Linked DNA regions of Mus musculus: region 2 is linked to region 1. A link is a contact called in public Hi-C data. All regions are on one chromosome and are shown on one strand. The core of a region is the stretch at or near the end of the contact, and the rest is flanking DNA. Distances in the headings are between cores, read along the strand shown. Region 1 holds the start of Zdhhc13 (zinc finger, DHHC domain containing 13). Region 2 overlaps E2f8 (E2F transcription factor 8).

What was found. A called contact is a pair of places that touch in the nucleus more often than the background predicts.
Region 2: a Hi-C map of granulocyte-monocyte progenitors shows a contact between it and region 1, with 2.5 times the contacts expected there. The contact joins the enhancer-like site here to the promoter of Zdhhc13 in region 1. A contact is called at or near these places in 4 of 39 promoter capture datasets (HPC-7-derived erythroid cells, erythroid cells, neural stem cells and 1 more), 3 of 15 datasets of contacts at CTCF or cohesin (the NIH/3T3 cell line, large pre-B cells and pro-B cells), 47 of 484 Hi-C or Micro-C datasets (B cells, CD4 T cells, CD8 T cells and 32 more), 16 of 115 datasets of contacts at active chromatin or transcription factors (the 230-238 cell line, the HPC-7 cell line, astrocytes and 11 more) and 3 of 9 other capture datasets (adipose tissue, embryonic stem cells and liver).

The regions. Positions count from the first base shown.
Region 1 is chr7:48,787,550-48,790,931 of GRCm38.p6, forward strand. Zdhhc13 (zinc finger, DHHC domain containing 13) reads left to right here and starts at 1,454. Exons shown (of 17, transcript NM_028031.3): 1 at 1,454-1,588. The coding sequence starts at 1,562.
Region 2 is chr7:48,863,774-48,867,173 of GRCm38.p6, forward strand. E2f8 (E2F transcription factor 8) reads right to left here. Exons shown (of 13, transcript NM_001013368.5): 13 at 2,656-3,400. The coding sequence ends at 3,274. Among named protein-coding and RNA genes, the nearest start is that of E2f8, 16 kb to the right of the region's middle. Within about 2 kb of position 1,493, at least 26 of the 459 cell types and tissues checked have an H3K27ac peak or open chromatin away from gene starts, as enhancers often do. A contact at or near this core is called in the 230-238 cell line, the G1E-ER4 cell line, the HPC-7 cell line and 6 more, where this site is marked.

The DNA of each region.
Region 1 (3,382 bases), core at 204-2,703:
GGAGAGCCTCCCCAGGCTTCATCCTATGTTATCCAAACCACCTGCCTTTCCTCTTGCTCTGGAGGAAGTCACTTGCCCATCCTTCGATTTGTCACTCAGTTTGCTCTGCGTAGCATCATAAAAGTTGATGACACATTCGTACATCCACCCATCTAGTCACTGTAATTATGGTAAATAGTTTCTAGGTCTCGGTGCTGTTCTGGGCACTGGGAGTTCCTAGACAAACACAGTGTTTCCCATCTTCAGTGGGTGTAGGCTTTATGGGTAATCTATGGTGTGCCCAATAAGTAGGGCCACTGACCATAATAATACACTTATAATTTTACTGTTTCAGGGTAATATTTTTTCATGGGTAACCCAGCACTTTATTTCCAGACACTTATTTCATGGTTTCATAGAGTCACAATATTAATTCTGACTTAGCCTCTAAGGATCTAACCAAGCTGGGCTTGGTAACAGACACATCAAGGAATTATCACAAAGAACGGAGTTGAGTCCAGGCTCAGGAAAGCCCTATTGTTTTCTGGACACTGAGGTAGGAGAGAGCTCCCCACTGGTAAGAACCAAGAGTATTCTTGTTTCATAGCCCACCAATGTGTGCAAGACTTATATGCCCTCTCCTCCATGCAGTCTACCAAAAGGGACTGGAGAGGCTTATTCAGTTATATCTCCACCCTCCCTGTGGAACTCTCATATTTTCTGCTTTCTTTTTTGTTAAAACGTATTTTTGTTTCATTTATTAATTTACTTGTGTGTGGAGGTGGCATGGTGAACGAGCTGTGTGTGTGTGTGTGTGTGTGTGTGTGTGTGTGTGTGTGTGTGTGTGTAAGAATCAGTGGAAAGCATCAAGACTTTTCCCTTCCCACCATGATCCAGGAGAACAAACTCAGGTCGTAACACTTGTTGGCAAGTGCCTTTACCACCGCTCACATCTTCTGCTTTCTATGAGGAACCAGGCCCTGATGCTAAAAGTATCTTGCTCAAGAGCACATGACTGAAGAGCAGCAGTTAGGAACTCCCAATGCCTAGAACAGCTAACATCTGTGAGGTTGTCCATGAGGCAGGATGCTCTTCATCTGCCAAAACCCCTGCTGTGGGACTGTAAATACTTTTCCTCAGTTAATTTTCCAAACGCTTACATGAAGTTTGTTCTTGACTCACAGTTGAGAAGATTGAGGTGAGGGAGAGAACTCCACAAGGACAGCTAGCTTTGGGGTAGCCCACTCGGGGACGTTGGAATAACAACAGCCTGAACCTGCACCTGTAGAGCCTTCTGAGTGGGAACCCTAAGTGGTGCCAAGGGTGGGGCTGAAGGAAAGAACATAGCGGGGGCGGGGCAGGGGGCGGGGATGACCGGCAGTTCTCTAGAGGTGAGAAAGTCCCGCCCCCGTGAGAGAGAGATCGGGGATTGGCTTCTCGTGGCGGATTGACAGCCCTAGGATGCGCGCAGTTAGGAGGGCGGAGCGCGAGCCGGAAGTGGGCGAGAGGCGGCTGAGGCGTGCTTGGAGAGCCGCGGCCGCCACTTTGCGCTGGAGCCGCGGCCGAGCGGGCGCGGGTCGTGATGGAGGGCCCGGGCCTGGGCTCGCAGGTGAGCGCGGCTGGACGTGGGCGGCGGTGGGGACGTAAGCCGCGGCCAGGTGAGGCGGTTCCGCGAGGACAGCAGGATCTGGGCCTTGGCCACACTAAGAAAGATGCTGCTTGTCCTTTGCGGTGGCCGCAGAGCGAGGCCGGGCCCTCCTGTCGCCTCCATTCGGCGGCTGGGCGTCACGCACCGGTGCCTAAGTCGGCTGGAACCTGTAAGGTGTCAGGTGACACACCTCAGATAGCACAGCCAGCCTTAGACCTTAGCCTGGAGTCTGAGAGATTCTGTTGAGAAATTATCAGCCCTAGCGCCTAGGCTGCCGCCTTCTCTCCACCTTGTCTTAGCTCTTGTTGCTACCCACATCCTTCCTACTCCTTGAAAGCATCAAGGCTGTGGAGGCAGGAGGAAGGGCGCTCCGTGGTACCATCTGCAAAATCCCCAAGGATTCTATTCTGAGAAGGGCTAGATTAGTCCCAGAGGACAGAGGAGGCCAAAGGGGAAGCTATAAAAGCCAAGAGAACTAAGAATTTGTCCCTTTTGATTGTGACTACTCTAAAGACTTATAACTGGCATTGAATAGATTACAACTTAATATTTTCAGGCTTCTTCAATCCTAGCAAATGTTTAGCGTGTGCTACATGCATTTATGTGCACCTTTTTATCCCAGCTTCAAAGTTTTTAAGCAAAAGAAATCCCCATCTACAGGAGAGTAAACTGACACAGTCTCTAATTCAAGTTATGCTAGAAGTAGATTGATTTTTTTTTTTCAAGCAGTTTGAGGTTGTCACATTGCTTGGACTCTTTAAAAAAAAAAAAATTCCCCAATCCCAAGAGTGTTCTTCATAGCTCTCTATTTTTCTTCTTCAACCAGTTTGGTGTAGGTTTAAGTGGAAAATAACATGCTGAGGTGTTTTTATTGGGAGTTCTTGCATTTTAAAAGAAATGAAAAATGATGTGCAGGGAGCCTGAATTACTATGAAAGAACATAGACTCTTTACATGAAACAGTCTCTCATTATTTTTCTCAGGCTCAAACGTCAGTAAGAGTAGGCCTCATTTCTTAATTACTGTCACTCATTAATAAAAGCCTGTGAGAGCTTAGCTTTACTCCTCCATGCTAAGAGGGAAATAACCCAGCTCAGGTTCCATGACATCAGAAGGGAGAGGATGATTTTAGAGGTTGAGGTTGGTGGGGCAAGATAGACTGTTGTTAATGATAGTTGCCATGGCTGCTTTCTTCAGTTATAACGTGAAGAGCTAGCTTACCCTTCTTAGAAATCTCCCAGTCTTGGTCTTCACTACTCACTTGTGAGCTAGGTAAGAGTAATTATTTCTAATTTTAAAAGTGAGAACGGACACTCAAGACAATCTAGTCACACGCTAGAGAGCAGCTGAGTGGCAAAGCCGAGATTCCATTCATCCATCCAGTAAATGTGTTGTAAATGTGTCCCGGAAATTGGGCTCTATTCTTCATGAACAAAACAGACAAAGCATCCCTGTTGTTGAATTTGCTTCTTAGTGCCGATAGGTCTTTTTGTTTTGTTTTGTTTTGTTTTGTTTTGTTTTGCTTTGTCAGAATTTTCCTAGCCTGCCTGGATCTCAGTTATGCTTAATACCTCACCTTTTACAGTTTTTGTTTGCTCAAGAAACTCCCAGGTACACCGGGCTGCAGGCCATATTACTTCCTTGTTTTATCAGGAGTGCTCTGTCTGAAGTCACTCCTGAGTATTGATGTGGCTTATTCCTCCACTTCTATAATATCTTCAGACAAATCTCACCACAGTGTAGCATTTTGATGCCC
Region 2 (3,400 bases), core at 243-2,742, 76 kb after region 1:
CTGCTTCTGATGAATGCCTACCACTTTTATGCTATCATGAAGCCCCACAGTCATAATGCAAGGCATAAACCTGGGACCGTCTACAGGATCTAAGCAGACCTCGGATGTCTTGGCTGGAACCTCATGTTGTCTCCTACCTGCTTCTCTACCAGTTGACCATCATGACAAGTCCTGGCGAGGTAGGTATTCTGAAGTCCTTAGCTGTGTTTTCTCTCCGTGATCTGGTGTCCTTTGGTTTCTCCAGTCACAGAAATGATGACTTGCTCTGAGCAAGAGATAGTTATCAGATGACAAAGGATCAGGGGATTGGCAGATGGCTTCAGTTCAGATTTACACATAGGTGGGAGCCTTTGCAGAGGGTGAGACAAGTGCACTTGCACCTTGGCCGCCTCTGCAAGTGCACTAAGGAGTCAAAATGGCAAGGCGACTGGTAGACATTCACAGCATCCTACTCCAGGAGTTCAGATGAGGCTGGATGTCTGATCCATTCTTGGTTAGGCATGAGGCAGCCTCCAGCTATGGGTCACTGGGCTCCATCCCCATGGAAATAAAATTCCTTAAGGGGAAACTAGTTGAGGATATAGTTCAGCTGGTAGGATGCTGATTCAGCATACACTAGGCCCTGGGTTCAATCCCTAGCCCTGCATAAAGGAGGAGTGGTGAGGCAGGCCTGTAAGCCCAGCACTCAGGAGGTAGAAGCAGGAGGATCAGTAGTTCAAGGTCATCTTCATCTATAGTGACTTTGAGGTCAACCTAGGCATATTAAACCCTGTCTCAAAAGGGGAAGATGGGGAGAGAGATAGGAGTTTGGGGAAAAAAATGTTCAGAGAAGTTTTATTAGTGCAGTGCCTAGTATCTTGACAGTTGTTCCCAGCCAAGGAAATGGGGTGTGTTCCCAGAAAAGCCCGTGGAGTCACTTTTCCTTCTGTGAATGCCCATTAAAAACCTATGAACCATACCCTGACAGGAAGAGGGTATTTATGGGCGCTGGCGGGCTATGTGGCTGCACATATCTGTTGTTGTTCAACGGAGTTACCACAAACCTAGTATCTCTTAAAACAGCACCCATGTACTATCTGCTTCAGTGTGCCAGTTGCCTGGCATGGCCCAGGGACCTCTGCTTGGTGTTCAAAGCTGCAGCCAAGGCAGTTGGGGCTATGGTCCTTCTGAGGCTCCCCCGAGGACTGATTCTTGTCAGCTTTCTGTTGCGGTGACAAAATATCTCAGAAAACAATCTAAAGATACTAACAACTTTGGCAGTCCCTGCACATGGCCATTTGACAATTGTTTTTTGGGAGGGGGGAGCAAAGGGGACTGTCTGGTGCAAAACTGCTCTGTGCATGGCAGCCATGAGTCAAGGATTGCTGAAGGGGCCAGGCCCAGACATACCTTTGAAGGACCCCCCCACCCCCCCAAAGAACTGCTTTCTTTAAACAGGCTCCACCTCCTAAGGTTTCTACCACTTCCTCATATTTCATCAAAGTATGAGTTTGTCAACGGTTTAATCATTCATGCTCCAGCTCATCTGCTGGTTCCCTACCTCCAAACACTGATGCCCTGGGGACCAAACCTTCAAAACATTAGCCATTCGGGGACCCTTTGTACCCTGTTCTCCACTGTTAGGCTGCTGGCAGAATCCAGTTCTCTGTGGCTACCGGCAGAACTAGAGTTGTTTCCTTCTGGCTGTGTTAGCTGCTGGCTACCTTTAGGTCCAAAAGGCCACCTCTATTTCCTTGCAGTGTTGGACTCTGGTGGTTAAGTCCTCAAAGCCAGCAAGCGGCGAAGATTCAAGTTGAGATGTGAACTAGTCCAATAGGAGCTGATAACCACACACAAGACTACGCACACCACATTCATTCAGTGACTTCTTGATTGGAAGCAAGGCACAGGACCTACACACACTCAAGGAGAAGGGCTCTCTAAACTAGCAGGAAAATCTGTCATCTTACCTGGCATTGGCCGTACAGAGTGCATATCTAAAGAGAGGCGACCCTATGAATGTCCAGAGCAGTGCAAAGCCTCCCACAGGTCTTCGGTTTCACGGAGATGGATGGGAAGGTTGACTCACAGCAATGACTATGGACTTGTTCCCTTAAATTCTATCTCAGTGGCCTTGGGATCTGGGTTCATAACACGCAATCCAAATGTCTGTAGTTTCCAACATTAGCACATAGGAAACAGGTATGATGTTCCTGAAAGACCCTGGCCAGAGGCGGCTCTTGTCTTCTCAGCATGCAGCCTGTCTCTTATGGGGTCAAGAGGATGCACCTTGAGCACACCATAGTTATTCTTTCTCCTAGAGCCCACTGGGGTGTAGTATGTGTTGGTTCCCTGCCAAGAAAGAACCCTTACTGCTCTTCCCTCCCTAGAGCTGCTCCATAGAGAAGGTGTAGGACAATGGCTGCTGGGTAGAGCCAGGACTATGTTAGCTCCCCTGCCTTTCACCCGCTCTCTTAGCCTTTCCACACCACGTCGTTCACTATTCTAGCAATGCTCTGGGTTGTGACAGGGCAAGGGGTTGGGAGAATGTGAAACCTACCTATGACCCCTGAGTATCCAAGGAAGCCATTCCCAAGAACCAGCCTCTGAGATTAGGTAAATTGTCAGTTTCTCCCAACAGAGAGTGGCCCTATGTGGCCAAATGAAAATGTTAAGTGCATTTTAGAAGAGTTTTAATTTCAACAACTTATGATTAAAAATACATTTTATAAATAATTTTTTTCCATAGACTTGATTGAGGAGGGTTGTAAACTCTACAAAAAGACAGACTGCAACAGCAAAGGATTAAAGAAATTACAAAAAAATATAGCTATCGCCTCCCTAGGTAAAAATACATTATACATTACACAGCATTTCCTTTGTGCAAAAAGTTTGAGCAGGTGCTGTGTTAGGTAAGTCAAACATTTGCTGAAAGGGAAGTAAACTTTAATAAAGTTACTTTGCATAATAATAGAGGCACAGGTGAAAAAATTAATTCCCCTCCCCCAGAAGTTAATGTACCTTAGTTCAACATTTTATTTTATAGTACTGAAGGCTGAATTTGGTCTTGTACAAATGTGTGCGCATGTATGAGTGTGTGTGTGTGTGTGTGTGTGTGTGTGTGTGTATGGGTGGGTGCACTCGCATGCGCATGTGTGTATATCTGCTGTGATATTGAGTAAAAACCCCAAATATTTACAGTATTGTTAAAGGTGGTGTTCTCTCCATCTATATGTGTATATTGTCTCATTAAATAGCTCTTTAGAAAATTAAATTAAACCACCATCTTGTCAATCAGTGGATATCCTCAGTTGAGACTTCCAGTTTGCGCTGTGGGACAAAGAGGGTTCCGAAGGAGGTTTTGTTAGCACCATCGAAATCTGTGTAGGGTGAGCTGGTAGGCTTAGTTGGTCCACCCGGA